Linked DNA regions of Rattus norvegicus: region 1 is linked to region 2. A link is a contact called in public Hi-C data. All regions are on one chromosome and are shown on one strand. Each heading gives the region's core, a stretch centred on a gene start, on an enhancer-like site or on the middle of the called end of the contact. The rest is flanking DNA. Distances are from core to core; before and after follow the strand shown.

The links. A called contact is a pair of places that touch in the nucleus more often than the background predicts.
Region 1: a contact with region 2 is called in a Hi-C map of liver, with 2.8 times the contacts expected there. The contact joins the promoter of Gtpbp8 here to the promoter of Slc35a5 in region 2. A contact is called at or near these places in 1 of 12 Hi-C or Micro-C datasets (liver) and 1 of 1 datasets of contacts at active chromatin or transcription factors (oligodendrocytes).

The regions. Positions count from the first base shown.
Region 1 is chr11:69,448,080-69,455,186 of GRCr8, reverse strand. It overlaps Gtpbp8 (GTP-binding protein 8 (putative)), which reads right to left and starts at 3,386. Exons shown (of 6, transcript NM_001025015.1): 1 at 3,036-3,386; 2 at 2,443-2,541; 3 at 860-990. The coding sequence starts at 3,374.
Region 2 is chr11:69,157,915-69,163,979 of GRCr8, reverse strand. It overlaps Slc35a5 (solute carrier family 35, member A5), which reads right to left and starts at 4,545. Exons shown (of 7, transcript NM_001191927.1): 1 at 4,363-4,545; 2 at 3,416-3,604. The coding sequence starts at 3,584. Atg3 (autophagy related 3) reads left to right here and starts at 4,700. Exons shown (of 11, transcript NM_134394.3): 1 at 4,700-5,090. The coding sequence starts at 5,019.

The sequences.
Region 1 (7,107 bases), core at 2,137-4,636, 290 kb before region 2:
GCAGTCAGTGCTCTTAACTGCTGAGCCAGCTCTCCAGCCCAAAATTATTATAATTTTTAATATTAGTTTAATTTTGCATCATTTATATATAAAGTTGTAAGAAATGAAATGTTTACATATATACTATATATATAGATACACACATATGCACACACATATATTTTTATGTATACATATATATTTTTTTCAAGTTTGTGAAGCTGAGTTCAAATCCAGAGCCTTTTTAACAAGTTAGACAAGTAGTCTATTACTGAACTACATCCCTAGTCCTTTTTTTATGATTACTTTTTTACACTTCAGAAGCCTAACATTATTTTCCTCGAGATTGTGTGACTCTTGAAACATTACTGCTTGATTATGTATGGAGACCAAAGAATATATATAACATTTTCAGAGTCTATGATGACTTAGTGGACAGAGTTTACTGAATTTTATTTAAATCGATTAGCTAACAATTTTCATTTTCAAAATTAGCCTGCTAAGAGCTTGTTTTGTTGTTTTTGTTTTGTTTTGTTTGAAACGGATGAACTAGCTGTAGAATACTCTTGATAGTTTCAGCTTGATAAAATAAATGAAGTTAAGACTTCCCTGAGCTAGGCAGACGCTAAACAGGCAGTGTATACCCTGGTTCGCAATATTGTAGAGTTACAGAAGGATAAAGTACACCTACAAGTAAGGTGTTTGATAAGTCTGAAGTATCTGTCATCTGTAGAATCCCCTTGATTTTAAAAAGTGTTTTGGGGCTAAATAAGTAAGGTGTTTGATAAGTCTGAAGTATCTGTCATCTGTAGAATCCCCTTGATTTTAAAAAGTGTTTTGGGGCTAAATGTATAACAACTGTAAGAAAAAAGTTCCTTACTTATTTCGTTCTTTTAGATAAGTCTCTACCATGTCAACAAAGTCTTCGGGTGCTCTATAGCCATACCCTGGCATGTCCACCAAGGTAAAATGTTTTCCAACTTTGAAAAAATTCATTTTCTTTGTGTGCCCCTAATAAAATAAATGAAAACAAAAAAGCTGGCTTAAAATATATCCTTTATTTCATGCCTAGAAATGTTCATCAACATAAGTATTCAATCAACAAATACTTATTAACAGTTGAAGTATATACTCTGAACTACTGTGAATACAAAGAGAAGTAAGGTGGAGAGAAGTGGCCGCCAATAATTAAATCTTTCCAAATTTTACAAAATATGCTTGGCTTAAAAACTTTACATTTCATATTAGAAATACACAGACAAAATACTTTAGGATCATTTCTATTTTGCTGTCTTTGAAGACCATCCAGATTTAGGCTGTATGCTTGCCATCAGCCAGTTCTCTGATGAACAATGTATACAGAGGAACGTGCTGAAAAAACATTTGTCCTATCATACAGACTCTTATAACTCCCAGATTGAAAGCCTGACATTCATCATCTGCAGACTAGTGTTTCCATAAACCAAGATGTTTTGCAAAGATAAACTATGGCTACTTGTGCTTCTGCATTTGTGACACACTTAGGAATCAGAAAAGGAAAGTTGAACAAACTAAAGTCAACTCTTGGATCAAAGGAGAGGGCTTTTTTATAAATGATTAGGCTCTTGGTTGGCTTAATGTCTGTTAGAAAGTGGTTTTGGAATTGTGTATTTGAAAATGAAAAGAATACACCTTCTCTCTCATTCTCTTCTATAAGAATGAAGTTCATTCTATTTAGAATTCACCGTTTAGCTGTCTTATCTGCTGAGGAAGAACAGGGGTGAAGAATGGAATCCTTAGTGATGAAGCCAGACATCCCACTACATGCGGTGGGGAGCAAAAAGCTAGCTTTGTGAAAGGGCTTAAACTTTCCCCGGGGGGGTGGGGGGTAGGCAGTGAGCATCACAGCTCGTGGAAGTGTTTCCTCAGACAGACACTATGGTAGGGCCAGGGGTGAGTTTTGAGAAAAGGTTCTTTTAGATACCAGTTGACTGCATCATTGAAAAGGAAGTAGAAGGAAGGAGAAAATAGCAGAAGCCCAGTCAAGCAGAGTTATCTGTGAAGAAAGGCACAGCATGGCCCTGGGTAAAAGAATGCACACATCTGGAATATATACAAGAATGTATGAGTGCATGAATGGAGAAAATATACAAGATTACGGAGGAAAAAGCAACTTAAACCCTTTTTACCCCATAACCAATGTAGAACTACACCCTCATTATAGAAGGCATCAGAAAATACTTAAAGCAATAAAATACTTAACTTGGCAACTAAGGAAAATTTTAGACAAAGGATGCTTTCCTTTAGCTACTGGCAAGACTACTAAAGTCAATTCAGCTGTCCATACTTTTTGCAGAAAATATACAGGCACTAATAATTACATGCTTAAAAAAAATCTTTTCTCTAGGAATTTAGCAATTATGATCTCTTGCACCTGCCAATACTTAGGTCTCATTTTATAAATTCAAGAGATACCCAGCATACCGGTTTTTTTGAGATCCTGACTTCTACATCAGGGGCCATGGAAAATAAGGCCTTTATCAAAGAGGATTTTCCAACATTGCTTCGGCCTATGAAACACACCTAGTATGAGAAGGAGGAAAGGAGAATGGAGTACTTAGTATTCTCAAAACTGAATAGTGGTTTATTTATTAAATGTATTTTCAGGGTTGGAGAGATGGCCCAGTGGTTAGGTGCACTTGCTACTATAGGATTGGAGTCCCAGTCTACATGGCTGCTCACAACTGCCTGAAACAGTTGTTCCAACGGGCTCTGATGTCCTTTTCTGTCTTCTGAGGGCAACAGGCAAGCCATGTGGTGCACAGACATACATGCACGCAAAACACACATAAACCAAAATAAAAATAAAAAAGCACGGGCTGGTCTTCCAGAACACCGGAGTTCGATTCCCAGTACCCACATTGGGGCTCACTGCGGTCCTCCACCGGCACCGCACACACGCGGTGCATCCACACTGAGTGCTTTCTTTTGCTTTTGAAAAGCTTTCTGGTGACGGGAAAAGAGCGCAAGCGAACTCAAGCTCTCGCACCTACAGTAGACAAGCCGGTCAATCTCACCTCCGGCTGCCGCAAACTCGGGGCGTGGTCTAGGCGGACGGCGGAGCTGAGGTACTCAATGCGGTTCCGGACCGTGGCGGCGAAGACGCTCTCCGCCCTCCCGATGTCCTCCAGGCTCGGGTCGAAGAGTCTCTGTTCGATGAGGCCAGGCCTAGAGTCCGTGACGAGGTGCTGCTCCAGTTCCCGCAGCGGGTACACTACTTTCCTTAGCTGTTTCTGTGGCATCCTTAGTACTTCAGCGAAGGCAGGGGACGTGCTGTAAACCCCGGGCCAAGGCCCAAATGCCGACGCTATCTCAAGGAGCCTTCCCGTTCTATGCCATAACCTAGTAGCCGCCATTTTTTTTTCTCCCAGAATCCTCGCGACTGGATTTTATTCGTAGGACCTGGACAGCACAAGAGAGAAATCTCACTGCCGCGGCGCCTGCTGGGAATTGTAGTTTTCTAGGGCCTTCTTGCCTGTTCAAGCTTCTCATCACCTCTGATAGAAAGGGGAAAACCCATTGACTTTTTTTTTTTAACACCTTGTCCTTACCAACTATGTATCAGATTGGTGTGTTCTGGTCTTCAGCGGTTTCCGGATTCGGAAAACCTACCTTGTCCTGTGATCTTTGAGTCTCAAGGGAAGGAGCCATAGTGACAAACTCTAGTGGATTCCAACCCCCGTTTTGTCTTCTGTTTCCGGTCGTTTTATTGCTGATTGACATTTATCATAAGTTCACATAACTGAGAAAAACATGTTTGCAAAAATTAAATGAGCAGGTGAGAAATGTGGTTGGAATAGCAACTTGTTTTCAGAGAAGGGACTGTATCTCTCTGGCAGGCACAGCATTGGAGCTGCAGTTGAGAACGGACAAAGATCCATAAACCAGAAACAGAATTGGGAACAGCAGGAGGCCCTTGAAGCCTCAAAATACACACCACCCACCCAACACAGCCACACCTTCTAAGCCTACAAGGCCCTACCTTCCAATCCTTTCCAAACAGTTCCCCAAACTGGGGAGCAAGTATTCAAACATACAAACACATGGGGGGCCATTGTCATTCAAGCCACCGCAAACATTTAATCATTCTGCGCTCTGTCACTCCATTATTTTTTTTAAAGCATCTGCATATACCAGGCACATAAACCTTAGAGTCAACATATACTGTATTTTCCGCAGGCTCTAGTGATCAAACTCTTCCCTAATCTCTAGTGTAGGCAGAAGATCTAAGATTAGACACTTATAGCAGACCTGCTAGGGAGAGGATAGAAAACTAGAAGAAGGAGGGGCTTAAGAGAGCTAACCCCATTAGAATTGCCACAGGAGTTATAAAGAGCACAGATAATTGTGAAAATTCAGGAACATCAAGCCAAAATCAGTATTGGAGAAGATCACATCTGTTGGGATCTTGTAGGGTTCCAGGAATAACTCTAAACCTGATTGGCATCATCTTGGTTCCTGGTGTTTTGTCCATAGGAAGGAGATATTAGGAGTCAGAGTCTAGTTTCTTACATCAGAGGTTTGTCTGGGCTAAGAATGAGAAGAGAATTTAGTCCTAGTGAGGAAACACAGTATAAATTAGAAAGACATATGTATGCGCAATATAACAATGTCCAAAATGGAGTTCTTAATGTCCCCCCACCCCCGCCGTTCTGTTGTTTTTGCATTCATTCGCATCACAGTAAATAACAACTGTACCCTTTCGATTGATCCAGTCAAACTTTACAGACTTTCTTGAGGGGAAAAAAAATCTTGATTTCTTTCCTTGTACCCTACAGTTACCCGCTAGCCGTCTCGCTTATTTAAATCGTCAACACACCCTACATTTGAGACTTTAGCATATCCACTATTAGTGAGGAGACTGAGTTAGCCAGAGCTGGGATGACTCCATGACAGGCTGTAAACTGGCAGTTGGGGAGACTAGGCCTGTTTCTGTTTCCCAGAAATGAGAACCCAGATTCAGGAACCCATGGTCAGCCAACCACAGTGCAGACAGGCAATCCAAGGATGTCTTACCACCCTGGAAAGTCCCTAGAGCCCTAACCAATCACAAAGGACTCATATTCCTGGAGAGAGAGCCAACTAATCGAGAAAAAAAAAAGAAAGATAAAAGACACTCCCACTCTAACAGGGCTTTAAATTGACCCTGCAGAGTACACACTGGGGTCTCCATTCCTAAATGGGGAGGCCCTTGTATGCCGAATTTTGCTGAATAAACACTCTTTGCGGTTGCATAATATTTGAGTCTGGGGTATCATCCTTTGGCGATTCTCGGACCGTAACATTAACATCGTGTTCCCAGTCCCACTTCTCTCACCTAGATAATTGCTATAGCTTCCGAAATCTTGTTGTGTAACATTGCCTGTTGCTCCTTTAGGTATCTCCCTGACGTAACAGCACACATGATCCCGTTACAGTAAGAGTGAAAACCTGCAGTACCTTCTAGTCTCAAAGAACAGTCAAAGTTCTCCCACGAATGTAAGGAGCACATGTGCCCCTGTGTTGCTGCATTTGCTTGTCTGGAATGCTTCCTTCCAGATGTTATAAACGTCTTGTTTTCTTTACTAGTTGAACCGTTTGTGGTCATCCTTCAGAAAAAAAGTGGCTTTGGTTTTGAGAACTGAAGAATTAGTTCACCAGAGAGTTAACACATGAAAAAAATTTAGTATGATGTAGACAGGTACTACATGTTTTGCATATAATCCTTAGAGACGTTTGTTCGTTTGGTTTGGTTTGCTTTTGAGGCAGAGTCTATTACATAGGTTAGACTGGCCTCAAATTCATGATCATTCTGTCTCAGCTTTTTGAGTGACGCACTACCACACCCAGATTTAGAGCTAAGATTTTTCACTAAAATTCAAGTGACTGAAATGCTGTGACAATACTCTGCTGAGCTTAGCTGAGGACAGGAAGAAGATTGGTAGATCAGTGAAGAGATTTTTGCCATTCTTACAGATCATCACAGTTTTTTTTTCCATTGTAGTCTGTCTCTGAAATGAATGGCTGTTTGGTTCTGAATGATCTTGAGCTCTGTAAATCCAGTAGGTATCAAGTTTAGGGATTCCATCTAATCCAAGAAGAAGAAGAAGGTAAGCATTGTAAGGCTGAGACAGGTAAAGAGAATCGTGGATGTCAGAGAGTCTTCGAGTACATAACCCACACAGATCAACTCTTATCCTTGTTTAGACACACCATACTTTGAATGCCTGGATAGAAGTAAGAATAGAGAACCTGGGAAAACTTGCTTTTGGATACTGGGGGAGGTAATGGACTAGTACTCAGTGATTGTTTTTACAAGCGGTCCTTCCTTACCTTCACTTTCCCCTTCTTTACAATAGTAATCACAATGTACTTGTTAAGCACTAAGCATGGTGCTGGTATGTGGAATGGTAGCATTTGGGAGGTGGAGTGAGGAGGACCAGAAGTTAAAGACCATTTTAAACTACCTACGAAATTTGAGGTCAGCCTGGACTATATAGAGCCTATCTCAAAATTTTATTGAATGTCTCAAAAACATTATTGAATGCTTTCTAGAAAAGGAGTTGATTCGAGTATCAAGGGGGTATTATATGATGAGTGACATGGAGAAACTCACACACATAAATTGCTTGACTTGTAATAACAACTGTCAGAATAAATTATTTAAGTTTAATGTTTTTATTTTCATTGGTACCTGTGCCATGTATGTATGGATTTCAGCAGAGATCAGAAAAGAGTGTTGGGTCCTGGAACTGGAGTTACAGGAAATTGCGAATGTCTCAACATGGGTGCTGGGAGGCAAATCCAGGTCCTTTGGATGACCAGCAAGTGCTCTTTAACCACGGGGCTATCTCTTCAGGGCAGTTAAATTTTTCTTTAATTATATTTTAAATTCTATGTGCCACTTTCCTATGAAGCCATTATATAAGCTATAACTCAGCACACTGACTCAGGTTTGTGATTCCAATATCTGCCACATGTTGCATCATGATTCTACCTAACTTTTTCCTATGGGTACAGGATATATGTGAGAACCACTACATATCATCTTGAAGAAATAACAAACATATTTTCCATAACCATCTTGGGTGGTTTTCCAAATCATTGAAT
Region 2 (6,065 bases), core at 3,296-5,795:
GACATGGTTTTCCTCTAGTTCCAGAGAAAGGAACCATGGCCTTACATCTGCCCATTCTCCTGTCAGAATCTGTGCTTCTCAGGATTAGTTTCAATAAATACCTACTCTGACTTCAGCATTGCTCCTTTATTCCTCTATTAATCTGACTTTCAGCACTCATAAAGCTTAAAATTTGATAAATGAAATGTAAGATCAGGCCCTGTCACACATCCCTCCTCATAAAAGTCTGTCAGTCAACATCCATTTGGTTTCTTACTTTATTATTGTACTCAAATTATTTATTTTTTTTTTCTTTTTTCAAGACAGGGTTTCTTTGTGTAACTCTGGCTGTCCCAGAACTAGCTCTGTAGGTTAGGCTGGCCTAAAACTCAGAGACCCTTCTCTTTTGCTTCCCAAATGGTGGAATCAAAGGTGGGTGCCACCACCGTCTGGCTCAAATATTTGATAAATATTGTCTAATTACAAATGCTATGGCGCTTGTTTTAATGGGTACCTTTTCATGGTGTGGCGATTTTGTCTTATCTGTTTTGGTTAACTGGTTAGTCTACATTGTCATCTTTATTAGATGTGGAGTCCCCTGTGACATGCCTCTAGGTGCATTTGTAGGGATGTTTTCAGAGAGCTTTAGACAAGGGATAAAGTATCCTGAAGGTAGTGAGGCAAACTACCATAAGGCCTTGGGTCCAGGTTGAGTAAGAAGGGGAAAGAGTGAGCGAGCTCTCTGGTAGGATTTATCTCTCTGATTCCCATGGATTTGCTATGACCAGCTGCTGCCTCACACTTCTACCTTTATGCAAAGTGCCATGATGCACTTTGTCCTCTCACAGTCTAAGACAAAACAAACCCTCCCTTGAGTTTGCTAGCTCTTTCACATTCTAAGCAACAAAGTCACTAAAACATGTGGGTGGGTGGGTGGGGGGCTCCCCACCTCTCTTTCCTTTCCCAACTCTCTTTGCAAAGTCTGCACGTGAACCTCTGCCTCCTATGATCCTCCTGCCTTCACCTCCCAAATCCTGGGATTAAAAACCTATCAAATGTGTATGACCCTGGCTCCCAGCTCTGATGAATTCTTTATGTTCGGAATGTTGGCCTTGTACTTAATGTAATTCTCACTGCTGTCTTCTCATCTGCACAAGCTGCTGCTCCTAAAGTCTAAATATCAGTTCAAGAATAACTGTGATCTAAATTCTGTAACGTTTAGTTTAAAGCTCACCAAAAACAAGTAACTACTTCCTTTTACTCCTTTACTAGGTATTATCTTTGCGTGTGTTTGTGCGGTCACTGTAACACACTGTAGTAAATAGGGCATACCTCCTGGAAGGTAAACACCTTGTAATTTTTTCCAAGCTTGACCCAACTTACTTTTCCTACTAACAGTCTCCACATTTCAGCTAAAAACACTATCCAACTACTTGAACTGGAAAGATTTTTAAAAAATCCAGTATTTCATCTCCTTTAACCCTCACATTCAAGACACTGTCCAATTGCGTATTTTTGTGTTTTGAATATTCTTGACTCTATCGTCTATATTCTGATAGCAGCGTTGATTAGTCTTTATCATGTGGCTTGACTTTCAATAATCTATCTAACTGGCTTTCTTTCAGTCTTCTACTGGCAAGCAGTTATAATCCTTCAGATATTTATTTGCCCACACTCTAGACAGAACACCACAGCTTGGCATAGCCTTTAACTATGTGTTGCTTCTCTCTTTAGTCAAACCCCCTTTGTGACACAACACTTTTAAGTGTTTTGTCAACAATATTCTCTCTCTCTCTCTCTCTCTCTCTCTCTCCCCCTCCCTCCCTCCCTCTCTCTCTCCCATTTGTTTGATTTTTTTTTTTTTTCAAGACAGGGTTTCTCTGTGTGTGTGTGTAGCCTTGCAGTCCTGAAATGATCTAGACCAGGGTGGTGGCCTTGAACTCACAGAGATCTGCCTGTCTCTGCCTCCCAAGTGCTGGAATTAAAGGTGTGGGTCACCATCACATAATAAATCTTTATATAATCTGCCCCAGCTGTTTGCTGTTTTGCCTCTGTTCCTTTTTATAGGTTGCTGTCTTCTATTTCAATACCCCATATCCCTGGTCTTCTGGGAAACAACTGGCATCTAATGAGAAGTGGCCCTGCTTTCTATGCACTGCCCGCCGTCCTTTCCCAGACATACACAATACTTTTTCATAGGCTATCTCTGCATCTTGGACATAGTCTTTTTATTGCATTTCTTATAATAGACTTCTATTACACATGTTTATCTCTTCTAATAAACTGAGTTCTTAATGACATGGTCTGTATCTTATGCACTTTGAACTCTATGACTGTGATGGTTAATATTACCAAGGATCTAGACTCCCTTAAGAAACTAGGCCTCTGGTCATACCTGTGAGGAATTATCTCAATTGGATTAGCCTCTGAGCATGCCTGTAAGGGACTATGTAAATTTATCTTGAGGTGGGAAGACCCACAGGCAACAGCATTTCATAGGGTGGGATCTTAAGACTATGATAACTAAGATATGAGACGATAACGTTTTTTTAAAAAGAGTTTTCCTGTAATATCATGTGAATGGGTGAAGACTTCTAGCTAGGTGGCAGAAGAAGAGTGTTTAGGAGATTTGCTGGGAACGGAACCAGCCAGTGTTCTTTGCTTTTCTGGGCTATCTCTCTGGCCCCGAGCCTATTCTATCTCTTCTGGATACCTGTGGGTGACATGTGAATAACTGCTACAAGCTTCCACTGCCACGCCCTCCTTGCCATGGTGAGCCCTACTCTCAGACATCCAGCCCAGAGAAACCTTTCCCTTTAACCTGCTTTGGGCAGGTAATTTTGTCAGAGCAACGAGGGAAGAAACGAACACACCATTTAAACTGAGCCCAGGCCTGTAAGATAAATATTACCCGAAGTTAAGACTTACATTCACAGGTAGGGGCCCAAGTAGGCTACCTACTTGGTCACGATGTCATGATTTTATAGTTGTCAATAGTTAAGAAGTCACCAATGCAGTTTTGTGGAATTGAATGTTTGCATAAACCCTTAAAAAAGTTTGAGCATACATACCAAACTTTTTACTGTCCCATTGATAAATTATGCTGACTCACACAAATGCCAAGAAACTAAGCCAATATATTGTTTTTCCAAATAGGCTACAGTCGTCTATTTTGCCAGAGATCCGGAAACACTTGTTGGGTGAGGTATAATCAGATGCTATGGCACATTGCTTTATTTTGCACTTGAATGATCCAAATTTCATTCAGGGTCAAAAAATCTTGCCAAGGAACACAAGGTTGAAGTTTAAATTTTAAATACACTTTATCGTTGACCTTTTAAAGCATGGCACTTTAAAAGGTATCGTGTATAATTTACTCATAAGAACGCCAGACAAATGCTTACAAGTACCCCATACACATTACTTCTTAACTCACCTTCGTTGGCAGAGTATTTGACCAGTAAGATGCGACTTGAACTTAGAGTGATGAATATGACACCTAACAGGAATGTGTACAGAGTCGGTGGGCCTAACCCGGGGCGCCTGAAGCATTTTCTTTCCATTCCACTGCTTTTTTTAAATTGTCTTAAAAAGAGCACTCTCATAAGCAGCCCTTTCGGCAGACCTAAGGATTAAGCACAATGCAACTACTTTAGACTGCATAACAGAAAAGGAAACCTGCAGATGTCTGGCCACAATTGCATCAGAACGAAGACGGCTGAGGAGAACAGAGAGAACTTACGGGAAACGAACAATACTGCCAAAATCTGATAGGAGTGGCAATTCTCGAGACAGAAAGGGGATGGCCAGATTGGATATAAGTTAGGAAGTGCGTAACTGACCGTCTGGGACTGCAGAAAAGCAATTTATTCATATTAACTTTGGTCCGAAAGGAACGAATTTTGGAATGGACTTTTTTGGGGTACTCTTAATAGCACCTCTTCCTTCGGAGTTGAAAAAGAGCTTACTGGGAACGATTCTTTTACAGAAAAAAAAAGTCACAGTGCAAATAGTTGAAACACAGCTAATGACTTTTACGGAGCCAGGATGGGAGCATCAGGCTCGTCTTGGGCCAGTGAGCCTAACTGGTCAATTTTTTCATGACAGATGGACACGAAATTCCAGACAGGGTAAATACTTGCCCAAAGCGCACAAGTAGGATGGGCACATAGAGCCGTCGAGGGCCGTAGACACGGGCCCAAATTAGAGATCAGGTGGGCGCAAGCGAACAGAAGGCTAGTGGTCAGCACTCCTCCACCACTGCCAGGTTTCCCTCGCTGTCAGGGAAACCCTCCCACACATGCGCAATAGGAATAGCGGGCGGCTCCCTAGCCCCTAACACGCTCGTGCAACACTGCCCGCGGGGGCGCGGTGCGCGGTTACCTCAGTCGCTCAGGGAAGGTTCTAGTGGAAGAACGGACATCATAGAGCTGAGATAGTGACTGCCTAGCTCCGTAGTAGCAGCAGTAGATTTTGAAGGCCCATTGGTGGGGAAAGTATGAGCCGGGAACAAAGGCGAGAAGATACCCTTCTCCCGCTGCCTTGCAGGGCTGGATCACAAAGCTGAGTGCCAGGGAAAAGCGACCTGCTCGCCCATTGCGCAGGCGCGCCCATTCCGGCGCTTCCGGGGGGCGGGCCTGAACGAGGAGCGGCCGGTCCCGCCCCACGGGCCTACTTCTGTCACGTGTCCCGGGAGATTCGAGTCACGTGAGGCCTAGGAGGCGGCGGGGCTGTTGGGAGAGTGTGAGAAGAGGAAGGGGAAGCCGGAAGGGGTTCAAGTGGAGCTTGGGGGACGAAAGACAGCTTCGAGAAGGCCGGGGGCTGCGCGCGCACCCGTCTCTCGCTCAGCCGGCTGGGCCTCTGCTGTCGCGGCCAGGTGACAGCTGGGCCGGGCCTCCGCGTGCCGCCGCCCCTCCCTCCCGGCCGGGCGGGTGCCGCTGCGGGATTCGATGCCAGTCGGGCACGTCCGGGGCAGTTTTTGACTCCCTGGCCCGGATTGCGACAGTCTCTCCGTGCCCCATCGCTGCTCCGGTCCCAGGATGCAGAATGTGATCAACACGGTGAAGGGAAAGGCTCTGGAAGTGGCCGAGTACCTGACCCCGGTCCTCAAGGTAAGCGGGGAGGGTCTGACTTGCTCTGCATTGGCCGCCCAAGTCCGGGTCCCCAGCGTGGACGGGTGTGTTAGAAGGTGGAGGGACAGGACGCGCGGCTGGGTGCTGCCTCTTGGCTTGGGCTTCTGGGCCAGTGTAGAAGGCTTGCTGGCTTCCCCGCTTCAACTAGAGTGAAGCTCGGCGCCTGCTGTCTCCACCGATCATTCCTCAGTACCTTGGAGTGCTAGGCGAGGTGGTGCGGAGCAGGAGGTACTAAGGTCCTGATATTCAAAGTCTTTTAAAGCGGTAAACTGGGTTAACCTTTGAAGAGATGACAGCTTGGTGGCTAACAAGTATGGCACTTTTCCTTCCAAGTTTCATAGGAAGTTTTGGTTTCCGGGTGGTCTAATTCCTAACTTCTTTAGGTTTCAGAGGAACATAGTGAATTGTAACATGTTACTAACTTTGAGCTAAACTTGTAGTTTCCCAAGCCTTTAAAGTTTCCGTAACTGGTTATTAATCTTGGACTCCAGCAACAGTTCAGCACACCGGATTGTATATTGTATAGATTGGAAACACTCTAACATTTTTAAGTGAAAAAGTTGATAGGTTAGCTGTTAACACAGATGATTACTTGTTTTCCAAAGTAAATTTCCAGAGCTTCGTGTAGAGCTTTCTTAACACCTTCTAGGCTACATAGGGTAAATGGATTTTGCTTTGCAAAAAGGGAGCAGTAAATGAGAAGATAATTTAATTTACGTAGTTTTTGTTCTGTATATAGCTTTCAGTTAGAACTTTACCAATCTTAGTGCAGGGGTGAAATCTGCTAATAGGCTGAGTAGGCTGTTCGATCTTTCCTTGTGAAGGGGGGGGATGCTTTTCAATAATTATTTCTAAAATACTTTTGAAAATAATACATCTTTGGATCTAGTTTGAAGAGTTCGGAACAATTGTAAATGAGAATCTTGTTTTATTTATATGTTTACTGTGACAGTC